2 separate regions of the Rattus norvegicus genome follow, and region 2 is linked to region 1. Evidence: chromatin contacts called from public Hi-C data. All regions are on one chromosome and are shown on one strand. The core of a region is the stretch at or near the end of the contact, and the rest is flanking DNA. Distances in the headings are between cores, read along the strand shown.

Region 1 (7,447 bases), core at 1,701-4,200:
CACTCCAAAAGACCTCCTCGGTGCCCACTTTGTTACACCATCCTCCTACTTCCGGCTCCGCCCCCATTCCCATGCACACCATCCTACTTCCGGCTCCGCCCCTCTACTCCCCACACCCAAGCCAGGCACCTTTGTTCTACTTTATCGTCTAAGAGAATAGACCAGTTTAAGGAACCAAATAGCAGCACGGTCTTCTCTGAGCGTCTCCCTCTCCATGTAATTACTTTGGGATTCGCGGATGTAAATGCAAGTCTCTATTGCTAAAATTTATCTAAGGCCATGTGACTCTGGGCATGCTGCTCTTTCTTGCCTGTTGCTAAAATTCCTTCCTTGGGAGAGACATATTTACCCCACCAACTAGCAAACCCAGGTATGATCACACCGAAGTCGACCCTGGGGAACCAGTGAGTTTATTAAGCTTACTTATAGAGCAGAGAATGGGCAGTCATCAGCACGATCTGGGAGGCCATAACGCAGCCACACCAGAAGCTTACCCCCAGCGTGATGATGACTCAGACGGTCACGCATGTAGTCCTCCACGGTCCTTCAAAGCTGATGTAGGTCTAAGGCCCTCACTCTGAGGCCATGTGCAATTACAGCAAAATTGCGTACAACTGGTTAGGGGGAGTGGCTGGGTACTCAGCTGAGGAAACCACGACCCTCCCATGGCTCCTTGTATGAGGAAAGCTCAATAGTCAGCAAGCCCAGCTGTGATCATCTTTAGCAAGCAGGCCCAGCTGAACATGGTGGCAGTCATGAGCATGGCTTTACAGAAGAGTCTCATTTCCTCACTCCCCTCTCCACAGGGAGGGTTTTCAACAGAAAACCAACCTGTTTGCAGACACTCTGTTTTCAGCTCAGGGTTGTAATGGATGAGGTGGGTTTTAGATACTTCTCGATCGCTGTGAAGAAACCATGACCAAGGCAACTTAGAAAAGAAAGCGTTTAGTCAGGAGCTTGCTTACAGTTTTGTGAATCCATTGACATTGTGGCAAGGAGCATGGTAGCAGGAAGGTATGGCACTGGAGCAGTAGGTAGAGTTTACACCCTGATCCGCAAATTGGGGGGCAGAGAGGAGAGAGGGACAGAGAGACAGAGAGAGACACAAAGAGAAAGACAGAGGAGAGGAGAGGAGAGGAGGGGAGGGGAGGGGAGGGGAGGAGAGGAGAGGAGAGGAGGAGAGGAGAGGAGAGGAGAGGAGAGGAGAGGAGAGGAGAGGAGAGGAGAGGAGAGGAGAGGAGAGGAGAGGAGAGGAGAGGAGAGGAGAGGAGAGGAGACTGGGCCTGGTGTCAAGTTTGGAAACTTCAAAGCCCAACCCAGTGACACACTTCTTCCAACAAAGCCACACACCCAAATCCTTCCCTAACAGTTCCCCGAGCTAGGACCAAACATTCGAATACATGAACCTTTTGGGGTCATCCTCATCCAACTTCCACAGGGCACTCACTGTGAATATTCACATATGAGATTTTGTTTTACTCAAACTTCAATTTTTAGATTTTTTTTATGAGCGTTTTGCCTTCATGTGCGTGTATCACATGAATGCCTGGTACCCTAAGAAGAGGGTGTCTGGTCCCCTGGAACTGGAGTTATGGATGGTGGTGAGCCCTGATGGGATGCCTGGGAACCCAGACTGGGTCCTCTGCAGAAATGACAAGTGCTCTGAACCCCTGAGACTCTCCAACCCTGCCAGTGCTTTCTTTTGAGTAAATATCGTATAGTGGGGTGACTGGATCACACTGCAGTGTGTTTAGCTTTTTAAGGAACCGCCAAACTGTTAATACAAAGTGGAGGCGCTGTGTAACACCCCCAGTGAGGGAGGCAGGGAAAACCACCAAAGCTCTGCTCTGTTACTCACAGCAGCCAGAGGCACTCTCCTCAATTTTAGGGACCTTGATTCAGGCCAAACAGGGATTGGTGGCTTCAGCATAATATTTCGGGACTGAGCAGTGTGAAGCAGAGTTTGCATTTTATTAAAGAGAGAGGCCGAAGAGGAGAGACATGGTACAGGCGTCTCAAACAAGAGGGTGCGCTTGTAACAGAAGCGGCTCTACCATTGCGCCCTCCCTGCTAATCCAGGCGCTCGGGACAATGCCTCTGGATAGTTCGTGGGCATGTAAGGCAGAGCAGAAAACAGAAAGCCCGGAAGATGCGTCCTGCCGTACCCATAGCGAGTCTCCACGTCAGTACTGGATCTGCTGGTTAACTTCATACGTTTATCCATTCACTTAACATCTGTTAGTTCTGTTTACTGCCGTGCACTGTGGCAGGCATCGGAGAAGTAAGTATTCTCTGTCCTCAGGATACTGCATTGTGCCCAGGAGGCAGTGTTTGGGCGTGTTCAGGTGACTTCCGGATAGCCGAGTAGGACACAGGAGCCGGGCAGTGTAGAGCAGAGAGAAGATGCCACAGGAAGTGGTAAAGAAAGGGATGGGGGTGGGGGGGAGCCAGCACAAGGACTCGCGAAAGCAGTGGTGTTGCAGCAGAGCAAGGGCAGAGAAGAGTGGTGCCCGGGACTGTGGGACATGCAGGCTGGTACCGCTCATGCGCCCGGCGCCAGTTCATGCAGCCACTGCTGTTTGGATTGGCTTCAAAGACTCTAAGGCGGTCCTTCAGAGTTGAGTACGGAGAACTAGGGTTTCCGGTTCCCATATATGGGGGATTTTTCTTAAGGTGCAGAGATATTTGCCCACCAGGGGGAGCACCTGAGATGCACAGCTGGCCCCGGCCTTCCTGCTGCTAATTAGTCTGAAACCCAGGCTTCCCTCAGCCTCCGCCAGCCCCAAGGCCAGGGCCAGATGAGGCAAGTCAGGGAAGGGGATTGAGGATGGAGAACAGGAAAAATGGGAGTTTCTTCCTGATAACAAAGTCCGTAGTATGCCCGGCTGCCTGAGCTGAGAAATTTCAGACGCTGCGATTAGCAGGTACCAACAACAGCGCCATCTTCCTGTACTCTCGGGGACCAATTATAAGGCCTCCTAAATGCCAGGATTCCCTGGTCGGAGTCTGTCCTTCCTGTGCTGGGTTTCTGACTGTCTGGCATCCCTTGGCTCTTTATTCTCATTTGGACTATTGGCAGTGCGATTCGTCTTCTTAACTTGCTCAATGGTTGATAATTTACTTTGGACAGCTATGAGACTTGCTAAGGTCTACACTGGCCACTCAATCTCTGGATCCTATACTGAAGTCTTTATTTTCAGTCCCATATGCCTGGGGACAAAGCAAACACCCTGGAGGCAGAGATGCTGGAAAATTCACAGTGGGGGCAGTCAAACCTTGGTACTTGCTTATATTAGCGAGGGTTTCCATTGCTATGAAGAGACGCCATCACCGTAGCGATGCTTCTGAAAGCAAGCATTTCATTGGGGTCTCTTACACTTAGAGGTTTAGTTCCTTATCGCCACGACAGCAAGCAGAGTGAGTGGGGTATAGGCAGACACAATGCTGGAGAGGAGCTGAGAGTTCTTCTTCTGGATCTGCAGGCACAGAGAGAGAGAGAGAGAGAGAGAGAGAGAGAGAGAGAGAGAGAGAGAGAGAGACTGAATTTGGCTTGAACATTTGAAACCCCAAAGCACAACTCCAGTGACACACTTCCTTCAACAAGGCCACACCTCCTAATAGTGCCATTTCCTGGTGACATTCAAACATACAAGCCTTTGGGGGGCCATTCCTATACAAACCACCACAGAAGTATTTTTTAATCGTGTGTGTGTGTGTGTGTGTGTGTGTGTGTGTGCATGCGCATGTGCGCGCACACACGCACGTGTCAGTCATGGCTCTCGTGTGGAGGTCAGAAGATAGGTCAGGGCTGGAGAGATGGCTCAGTGGTTAAGAGCACCGACTGCTCTTCCAGAGGTCCTGAGTTCAATTCCCAGCAACCACATGGTGGCTCACAACCATCTGTAATGGATGCAATTCTCTCTTCTGGTGCGTCTGAAGACAGTGACAGTGCACTCACATAAAAACAAATAAATAAATCTTTAAAAAAAAGATAGGTCAGGCACAGGACTTGCTTCTCACCTTGTTTGAGACAGGACTCTTCCACCTCCCTGTGGGGACACAGGTCATACTTTCATGTCACCCAATGTGGTTTCTGGAGATTCAAACTCAGGTCCTTGTGCTCTTACATCAATGGCTTTGCCCACCGAACCACCACCCCAACCTGCCACACAGCGTTTTGGTTATACTGAGGACCTGACTGACAATCCCAGGGTGAGACCTCCCCCCAGTGCAGCCAGCCTGGATTTTCCTGTAATTCTAATAAAAGAACCAAGTTCCTTCCTCCCTGTCCCGTGTCTGTGCTGCCACATGTGGGATGCTGAGAGGTCTCCCCACCCCCACCCCCTGCTTTACTTGTTTCCTTTCTTGTATTCTGCACACCCTCCAGATATTCCATGAGATTTGTCTTCACTTGTGTAACATGGACATATCACTCGGGGGCAGAGGCTTTCTACAGTGGCGGTGGCTACACCGTCTAGGGTCCACTAGGCCAGATTGTTTGCTAAGATACGTGAGTTAATACTCATGGACTCATCCATTTGTTTCCTATATTAAACTCTTGTCCTGATCATGTCTAGTAGAACTTGCCTGTCCCCAGGATCTTAGGATCTGTGTGAGATAGGCCAAGTTGCTATGTTGAGGTGGAGAGCTCTTACTCTGCCCAGAAAGCCCCTGGAACTCCAGTGAGACAGTGCAAAGTGGGGCAGGAGGGTGCAGTGTAGGGAGCATGGTGCAGTGTTGGGAGCACCTCCCAAGGCTACCTCAGCACCAATTCCTCTCCACTCTAAATCCCTCTGCAGTTGCTAGAACGCTGTCCAACCTTGCTGACAAGCCTTGATTGGGCTGGCCAATGGTATCCCACTTGTCTGAGCATGCAGTCTAGTCTCCAGTGTCACAGAACAGTCACATATGGTCGTCTTGATTGTGAGTCTTCAGGCCTCTGCCTGTGCCCTGCTGTGTTGCGCCTGGACGCACCTGTGGCTGTACGTGGGGATGAGAGATGGTTCTCTACCCTCTACCTGAGCAGACACGACACCATCAAACAGAGGCTCAAGGGACAAACACCCTCTCACCCTCACTCCCAGTCCAGACCTTGGACTTTGTAAAGGAGGGAGACTAATGCAAGAGACACCTGAACTGGCTGCTGCTGCCATCAAAGTGAGCGGGTAGGAGACTTCAACCTGGCGTCTTTCTCAAGCCTCATTTTCTAATTATTCTTGGTGAACACACAGTGGCAAAGAGAACGGAGCAGACAAGGAGTCCTAACTGCCGTGTGGAGGAGGGTTTCCAGCAGGCAGCACCCAGGGACCTCCTAAAGGCCAAGTTGACAATTGAGATTACTCATCACCTGCCTCCCCTCAGAAATGAAACACAGCACTCGCTCGCCTTCTCCCGCCTCCCCCAGCTATGTCTCCTCCTGGCAACAATCCAAGTTTTGGGTCCCCCATGGCTAAGCATTGCTTTCTGCTCTTCTCTCAGACACCTTTCCTTTCCTTCCTTCCTTCCTTCCTTCCTTCCTTCCTTCCTTCCTTCCTCCCTCCCTCCCTCCCTCCCTCCCTCCCTTCCTTCCTTCCTTTCTTTTTCTTTCTTTTGTCAAAGAAAATATGACTTTTATTTACTGCTTTACAAATTTTGCCTACAGAAAAACACTTGAAATATTTTAAAACAATATTTTAAAAGGCAATAACATTTTATATTCATGCCCGTAAACAATGCAAGATGTCATCTGAAGACCTCATTCGTGTCGGGAGGTCGCACGACTCCTTCGGCTCTAAGGATGAAGGCTTTACAAAATTTCACCAAAGCAGTATCAGAAATCTCACACTGTGGACGACCTGCCTAAGGGATGCTCTAAGGGCAATGCCTCCAGGAGTCTTCCCACCACAGCTAAGTAGTACCCTGTGGGTGGGCTTTGAAGACAACATTCGGCCCCATGAGGCTCACGACTGCCTGTACTCCAGGGGATCCAGCGCCCTCTTCTGGCCTCCACAGGCACCTACTCAAGGCTACACACACACACACACACACACACACCAATGTCTTGTTCCAGTGACATTTGAGGCTGGAGAAACCAGAACTCTTAAGCCCCTCCCATCCACCTCATCTGGTCTTTCCTTGGCCCCATCTCAGGACATGGCAACACAGCCCAACTGGCTGGTTATGTCAGAAATTTAGACCCTCTCTGTGCTTCTCCTCCTCCACCGTTCCCACTCCCAGCTGATATATTATTAAGCCTCACTGGCTCTATTTCTCTAATGTGCCCTGAATGCAGTCAGTGCTGGTGGTAACTGTTGAATTGCGGGCACATGAACCCAGACTCCATCTCTTTCCCTGGGACACTGGTAGCCTTGCTCCGGGACTCCCTGCCTTCCTTTAGCAGCACCAAGCTCATGATGCAGCGGAACCATTTTCTGTTACAGAAAAGGCAAGACACTGTGCAAAGGTCCTGGGGTCATATTAGTATGCAGACATTAGCTGGTATGGAGGGATATGGGGAGATAAACTGAACTAATCTGAATCCCTAACTGAAATCCCCTGCCACACATACCCCAAGGATGGCTAGGAACACACTAGGGAAACATCTCAATGCTCAGGCCTTGGGCCGGAAACTGTTGGAGCGTGACCCAGCTCCCACTGGGTGCCTCCTGTGCACGACTCTTCAAGTCCCCTCCATTTCAGACTTGATTCTTTTTTTTTTTTTTTTTCTTTTTTCCGGAGCTGGGGACCGAACCCAGGGCCTTGCGCTTCCTAGGCAAGCGCTCTACCACTAAGCTAAATCCCCAACCCCCCATTTCAGACTTGAAACTGAAGCTCTGGTGACTCCACTTTTCTTTCTTTTCACCATTCTGTGAAGAGCTCACTGTCAGCTCTTAAAAGTGGTTGGGACTGTGCCCTGCTGCACGATGGCTCCTCATGCTGGTGTCCTGGTTTCTAAAGGCTTCTGCGGGCATCACTAGGCCAAGCAGTGGCACTTTAAACCTCACGTCGCTTAGATCACAGGAGGTAGGGAGCTGGAAGGCTCAGCCTGCACTCCAGGAAAACACAGGAGGCTACTTTTTGCTGCCTCCACCCCTATGGCCCAGGGACCTTGTTTTCCTTCCCAGCACTTTCCACATTCCACTATAACTGGGTGCCCTGAATACAGTGCTGAGCTGCAGCTCAGACCACCATAGACCTTTTGGACTCTGCATTTTAAAGATCCTTTGAGGGCAGGGTGGAGAGACAGCTCAGTAGTTAAGAACATGTGTTGTTTTGGCAGAGGGCCTGGGTTCAGTTCCCAGCACCGTGTAGTGTCTCTGAACCACCTGTAACTCCAGTTCCAGGGACCCCAATGCCTTCTTCTGATTTCTGTGGGCACCAGGCATGCATGTGGTGCACATAAAGCACATACATACATACATATATACATACATACATGTATAAATGTAGGCAATACACTAATACATGT
Region 2 (7,447 bases), core at 2,782-5,281, 180 kb after region 1:
GAGGGACACAGGGCACCACCAAGTTCCCAAGGGTTTGCTCCTGTGAAGCAAACTGTGGCCCCCAAAGCAGAAAGGACCATTGTTTGGTGAGTCCAAGGGCTGAGAGAAGGTGAGTACGGAAGCTGGAGAGATGACTCAGTGGTTAAGAGCACTTGCTGCTCTCACAGAGGACTCAAGTTCAGTTCCCAACGCCTTTGTCAGGAGGCTCCCAACCATCTGTAACTCCAGCTCCAGGGGATCTGATACCTCTGCCTTCCAAGGGCACCTGCAGTCATGTGGACATGCCCACATACAGATCAACACACCTACACACAATTTTTAAAAAATAAACGTGGGCATGGTTTACATAAGGGTACAAAGGCAGCAGGTCTGGAGATGGGTCTCAGAGCAGGGCCCTTCAGGTGAGAGCTTGAAGCAGGAAAGTGTGAGGTCAACGTGGCCTATTTACCTGGAACCTGCTCAGGGACCGTCCACCATGTGCCAGCCAACAAAATCCAACAGCGCAAGCCCCAGGAGGTCCTTGAATCATACTGCATGACTGGCAGACTGTGGATGTAGCCATTCCCCTCAGCCTAACACTCTACATGCCCCACCCCAATGCCCACTCCTGGTCTCACGATGCTCACAGCCTTCCAAGCATGCCTGCTTCTCTCTCCAGATCACACCCCAGCTCTCCAGGGACCAGCTCTGTTCACTCTTGTACTAGCACTGAGCTGGCCTGCAGCAGGTGCCGTGTGGATGTGGTCTGAATGGATGGTTGGTCTCCAGGGTGCAGGGGCACAACTGGAACTGAGTTGAGAATATGCATGTCTGGCAGATAGATTGGACCCAGAACATTCTGTGGGTGTCTCTGCAACACCCCCAGGCAGGTCAAGGGTTAGTTTATACTACCTGCCTATCCAGTATGGAAGACTTCAGGCCTTCCGTTTGGCCCCTTCAGCCTTGACTGATGGACAGGCAGACACAAGGTCAAAGATAGGGTGGGAGTCTTTGGCAGAGAAAATGGCCCTCTCCCCTTCCACCTGCTGATACAAGAGGGGTGGGGACTGGGGGACAGAAGCCCTGGAATCTGTCTTCATGCATGAAGTTTCCAGAACTAGGCTCCTACACAGCGCCTTGAATAGGGAGGGTGTCTGAGTCTGTGTTGTACCTGATTCATGTCTAGTCTGTGGACCCCCCCAAATGTGGCATCTTGCCCCACCCCTTCCAAACCTACCATTCAAAGTGTGGCACACAGGAGAGGCTGAGGGAGACACCCATTTGCAATCGTCATCAGATCAAACACTTACATTCTGCCTTGCTTCTGTTTGTACCAAGGGGCAGAACCCCCTTCAGTGGCTCACGACTGACAGGAAGTAGACGCTGGTGCTTCGTTTCTATAAGCGTGAAAGTCGAAGCTTTCTAGGTTGGAGATGTTCCCAAGATCCTTCAGCTGGGGAAAACTTAGGAGCAGAGAGCCACTTCCAGCTGGTTCTGTTTGCCAAGCCATCCATCCTTCTGCCTACCCTGCTCCGTTGCTCTCCTATCTGTGTAAGATTTCTACACTACTTCCTCTGACAGCCCGAGGGTCAAATGGGTTCACCACAGCCCCAGGGCACAGTCACTTATCCAGCAAGCAAAGGTCAGAAAGGGTTCAGATTTCAGGCTCTTTTGTCCTTTCAAAAGTTAATGCACAATTCACGCGCCACTCCTTACATAACACAAACAGCAGGACCTGGGGCGAAAATTCTGTAATTAAACACATCAATATTCTGCTGCAGAACCCAAGAACATTTACACGGATAGGCCGGGGTTTACAGCCCAACGAGTCACAACAACCTTGAGTTGGCTGAGCTGTTTGGGTTTCGGGATGGAGATAAGGGATTGGGGAACTGTGTGAACAAAACAGCTTTGCTCTGACTTGGGGCTCACTTACGGTCCCTCTGGCTCTGGGTCATCTCCAGGAGGAACAGAGGCGTCTGCAGCTCCCTGACTGGCTGGCTACATGGCAACCTGGGTGGTTTCCCCTCCATCTGGGTTTTCTGAGTCTGACTACTCACTGTGGTTTGCTGACTGCATTCATTCAGGATCTCAGGGAGGGGCGGATGCTGGTGGTTGGGGTGGTCTCAGAAGACAACACTAGCTACTGCTAGGGGGAGGGGCCAAGCAATAGAAACTGAGGCTTGCTGCCACATCAAAACCACCTGCCAGCCTGGTGCTTTCCCTGGCCTGACTGTAAAGTTGAGTAAGAAAAGATTCACTCCTGCAGACACAGTTCAAGAATGGCACACCTGAGGTGAGGAGGGCACACCTGGGGTGAGGAGGGTACACCTGGGGTGAGGAGGGTACACCTGGGGTGAAGAGGACACACCTGGAGTGAGGTGGGCTCACCTGGGGTGAGGAGGGTACACCTGGGGCGAGGAGGGTACACCTGGGGCGAGGAGGGCACACCTGGGATAAGGAGGGCACACCTGGGGTGAGGAGGGCACACCTGGGGTGAGGAGGGTACACCTGGGGCGAGGAGGGCACACCTGGGGTGAGAAGGGCACACCTTGGGTGAGGAGAGCTCACCTGGAGCACTTGTTCCTCTTTCCTGGGCATCAGGCAGAAATAAGAGTGACTTGTAGGATAGTGAGTTGGATCCTCACGTTGACCTCCTGAGGTACCCACTAACAGTTGTGTATACTTCTCACTGCATAAATGAGAACTGAGGCCCAGAAGCACATTGTTCAAATGGATCAGATGCTACCCTGTGCAGGGGGCTAAGCCCCTGGGCAGATTTGTTGCAGGAACCCAGAGAATACAGCAGGGTATCCCGGTCTCAGAATCTCAAGTCACCTCCAGGGGTAAAGGGGCCATCTCGAGTTGACCATTTCACTCAGGATGCCTAAATTTTCCCCAGAAGTGGCAAAATCACACCCGAGACCCACTCCTGGCTATTGGATAGAATGGGGCTTGGTGGGGGAAGGAGAAGTGGCGCGGGCTGGGGGGAGGGGAAGGACAGTTAAATTTAGGTAGAAAATGAAAACAGTTGCACCTGTGTCCCCAGCGCCCAAGGACACGGTTTGATGACTCAGCAACCATAATAAGCATGCAGGGGAAGGTAGAACTGAGGCAGGAGCGCGGAACACCGATCTTTTAAGACTTGGGTTACCTAACCCAGTGGGCCCCTCCATGCCCAGGGGAATCAAGCCCAGTGGGCCCTCTCTATGCTCAGCCAGTGGCCAGAAGCCATACTTCTCTGGATGTACAGCTCCCTGGACTTCACAACTGAATCACGTGCTTCCGGAATCTTCTTTGACAACAGCTTAGCAGAGAGGATTCTGGGAGTTAGAACACGGACCAATAGCCCATCCTGTGTCCGGAGCATGCGAAGATCTATTCAGTATCGGCATCTATCCCATTCCAAAGCATGCTTATGAAGACACAAAGGAGCAGTTATGATGCTCAGAGTTTCACATGGTCCGGGCCCAGGGTACACAGACCCAGCCACCCTTTGTCAACCTCCAGACAAAAGCTAACAGCCCCGGATCAGAGAGGAAGACTGTGGTTTTTTTTTACAGACGAGGAGAACTTAAGCCCAAGCAGCAGAACGTGTCGAGATCATGCAGATAGACACCGAGGTTGAAACCCAAGGGAAGGACCACACCCTGGGGCACCGAGAACAAAGATTGGGAGGGAAGTGCCCAGGACCCAAGCGCTCCCAGAACAGTCACCAGCTAGCAGGCACCCTCAGGATTTAGTTGACACTCTGCTGCCACCAAGTGGCAATTCTATGGCATATCAGCCAAACAGGCTTTTGAGAAATAATGTTTCCGGTCCTCAAAGCGACCGGCAAGACTGAAAACTAACTTCCAATGACTCTAAGATACCACCTTCCTCTCCACTCTCGTTTTCTCATGAGCACACGGGTTTTCCTAAGGACTGTACAGCACGTGATGTCACAGACAAGCAGAAGGGCTTCCAACTGCCCCTTAGTCATTCACTACAGAGGAGTGAACTCTCTGCCTAGCCAGGAGTACACAATGGGAGATCCTGATTGGCCTCTGAAAATACCACTCCTTCAACCCAACTGTGCAGCCTAGGCAGGCACTAGTGCATGCCTGCTTGACACATCCTGGGATGGGATAGAGGAGGCACTCTGGGTCCATCCTGTAACATACCAGGAGCACAGCACCTCACCAAGACCCTCAGTACCTGCCCGTGATGCTGAAGTGGGGGTTGGGCCAGCCTCTTCCTGTTAAGGAGTCTAGTAAACTAGCACGAAAGCTTTGCCGGAGCTCCTCCACTCTTCCCTTGAGTCGGTGCCTGCACACAGCAGGGGCTCAACACAGGTGATCACTAAGTGACCACAAGCCCATCGGCTCAGATCTAGCCAAGGGACTTTGAGCTTCAAGAGCTGTGAAGGGTGGGCTTGGAGAGCATTCTGAGGAAGCACCTGTGATCTACACTGAAAATGGTCATGTCGGCCTCTAGGGGGCAGTTGTGATTTGGTGCTTGGTTTGGGGCAAACCAAGGAAGATCTTAAAACGTTTGTTTTTTACATGGCTGTGAAGACAGTTCCCTCACTGGGGTTTAAGACCACCCTGGACCACATTTCTGCTTGGCTGGTGGCGACTGCGCAGGTGACAATGTGAGGCAGGACTCTGAAGCCACATTCAGCAGTGTGCTGAGAAGGGCTCTGGGGTGCAGTAGGCGTGGCTGCTGCAGGCGCAGAGCCGGAAGTGACATCATGGACGCGCGCCACGGAAGAGCAAGGTTATCTCCTATGTGGCTCCCATAGGTGGTAAGGTAGAAGCACAAAGTCACACTGGGAAGCAGACTGCATTTTATTGGGATTTCCACGTAGAAGTCACGCCCACAGAACACCCGCCCCTGTGAGCTCTGGCTGCCATCTGCGGCTCAGGCATGACACCAACACATCACCCGCTCAGGCTTGGGAGCAAATCTTTGGATTTTCCTCCCCTGTATGTTTCTTTCCAGACACTGAACCCTCCCTTCCCAACTTGAGGACCACGAAGAAAATGACACATGCTAACCTCCCCACCCCTCTTAGTTAAGCTGGTTTCTTCTGGCAGCATCTCCAAAGACCTAAACTGAAGAGAGAGGAGGGTGACCAAGGTCTCTCAGAAGTCAGGTAGGGCGCTACGTATACAGAAACAACCCTAAGGACTTTTCTGTGCTTTTGATTGAGGAGTGCAAGTCTATGCTGGGTTTCCAACATCCGTGGGCACAGAATGTTTTTGCCTCTCTTTCTCAGGTTCTAACCCAGAGCTGAAAGAGATGATGGCTGCCTGACCCATGTATGGTCTGCTGTTTCCCACCAGCACTTGGACTCTGGAGAGAAAGTCTGCAGTCATGAAGGAAGGGACTCGAAGCTCGGGATGATGGCTGTGTCCCACCTGGCACCGGACGGAGACGGCTGGGTCTTCCTACTCTCCAGTAATGCACCCTTGCTGGCTCTACGGGCGCTGCAATCGCAGCCTGCAGCGGGGTGAGGCCTGCTCAGATTACGGTGGCGCAGAGAGGAGAGAGGGTGCATAAAGAATGCTCTTTTTGAGTTGTGGCCAGCAGGATCTAGGCTTGGACACACCCACATGGAGATGGGTCTTGTGCCACAGTCGGTCAGGAAGGCTGTCTGGGATTGTTTGTAAATGCTCAAACGAGGTGTCACGGGAAGAACGCATCTCCTTTCTTTGGTTATGAAGCGCCTTGTAAACAGAAAGTAGGCTCCCAGGTCTGGAGTACACACACCAGGTCAGAGGATAGAACAGCTCTGTTCTAGGAGGGTTCTGGTACCAGGATCCTGAAGGGGAAGGGGCTGATGACTCACGAGGAAACCTGAGGACGGCTTACGAGTGACTGCGACCTTCTTCCTCAAGCCATCCCCATGACAAAATAACCGCCCCACAGGGTTCTCACTGAGTTTCACCTCTCTGCTATGAGTACCACAGAAGGAAACAAAACTAGGGGCAGATGGGAAGGAAGGTGCCGCCTCCCCAAACCTCTAGGGAACTGTGCCCTCCATGCTAGGCATATATTCTGAAAGGATTTTTATTGACCCTTGTGCCTGGGCCTCTGGAGACAGTCCTCATCCCACCATTTCTTAGGGCCTGCTGTGAGTGTTCCAGGGTTATCTGAGATACACTGTCTCCTCCATTTGGGGGACCAGATGAGAAGGCTGGCATTGTTGTTCACGTCTTCAGAGAGTTCGTGACTCTGCCACATAGACTGTGGCCTGCTCCAAACCTTTGTAAGTTAAAAGCCAGGCTTGCTAGAGGACCTGGGGTCCATGGCTCCTGGTTAGAGCAGGATATTAAACACCTTGTTCCAGACAATGCTGCTGGGGTCACTCCTTCCCAACTGAGGTAGCGTCTTCCTATTCCCCAACCCCATTACTGCCCTTAGAGGGATTTTTTTGGTTTGTTTTTGGTTTTTTTCCTAAGGAGACGTGTTTCCCAGCCCTTTGCAAGAGAAAAGACATTCAGAAAGCAAAGTTCTGGCGGGCTCAGCTACAGCTCTCAGATGCCACGAGTTGGCTCTCTGGTAACTTCCCCCAGCCTCCTTAAAGAGCCAGTGGCCAAGAGCGGCCTAGTACGACAGCTAGGACAAGTGCCCAGTCACTCCGGGATCTGAGGTCTGTGTTCCAAAGCCATTTTGTAGCTGAAGAGTTAACCACGGGACGTGGACGTGGTTCTGGGCCATTAGGCAGGATGGCGGTGGCTGTCCTGTACAAAGCCAGCTCTGGGTTTCAGGCTGCAGCTGGACCTTACGGTGAACACAGGGATTCTTGCTTTACTCTTTCTGTTGTTTCTGTGTTTTCCTACAATACAAACATACATTGGCTTTGTTACAGGATTTAAAACATTGATCTTTTTCCCCTTGTTGGCTTTGGGGGGGGGGCAGGGAATGTCTGGGCACAGCATTAGGCATGAAACTGTGGTCCTGCTCAGCCCTGCCTTGTCCCAGACTTCATCCAAAACCAAGGGTGCTCCACCGAGAGCTTTAATTTTGCGAAACATGTTACTACTCCCTTTTAATTTTATATAAAGGGGGCAAAGAGCCGGGGAAGCTGTGAGTGCTGGAATCCTAGTGCAAAGCCACAGAGGTTTATTTAAGGTCAGCTTCTAGGTCCCCTGTGGTCAGCCCAGCTGACGGCCCTCTGTGCTTGCAACTAGGACCTGGCGTGTTGTGCTGCACTTCCCAGCAGCCCCTGGGGCATGGGGTTGGAAGGCAGTACTCAGGCCTCTAGGCTTCCCTGATGGTGGCCTTCCTCCTCAGTAGAATTGGTTATCACAGAGGCAGAGTAACAGGCTTTCTGCCTGATATGAAAGTCCAGTGACTGATCCTTCCATTTTCTGAGCTTGGCAAGGGACAAATCTGAGCCCAGGAAGGAGCAGCAGCAGCAGGAGGGAAGGGCAGTATCGCCATCAGGAAAAAGGTGGAGAGAGGAGACCTACTGTGCGGG

The links. Hi-C and Micro-C count contacts between places; a contact is called where the count stands out from the background.
Region 2: a contact with region 1 is called in a Hi-C map of the A7r5 cell line, with 9 times the contacts expected there. The contact joins two enhancer-like sites. A contact is called at or near these places in 7 of 12 Hi-C or Micro-C datasets (the A7r5 cell line, Schwann cells, frontal cortex and 3 more).

What each region holds. Positions count from the first base shown.
Region 1 is chr17:7,941,076-7,948,522 of GRCr8, forward strand. No RefSeq gene overlaps it. Among named protein-coding and RNA genes, the nearest start is that of Tgfbi, 45 kb to the right of the region's middle. Within about 2 kb of position 2,951, at least 65 of the 93 cell types and tissues checked have an H3K27ac peak or open chromatin away from gene starts, as enhancers often do. A contact at or near this core is called in the A7r5 cell line, where this site is marked.
Region 2 is chr17:8,120,425-8,127,871 of GRCr8, forward strand. Slc25a48 (solute carrier family 25, member 48) reads right to left here. Exons shown (of 9, transcript XR_010059371.1): 8 at 3,217-6,802. Among named protein-coding and RNA genes, the nearest start is that of Il9, 7.1 kb to the left of the region's middle. Within about 2 kb of position 4,032, at least 3 of the 93 cell types and tissues checked have an H3K27ac peak or open chromatin away from gene starts, as enhancers often do. A contact at or near this core is called in the A7r5 cell line, where this site is marked.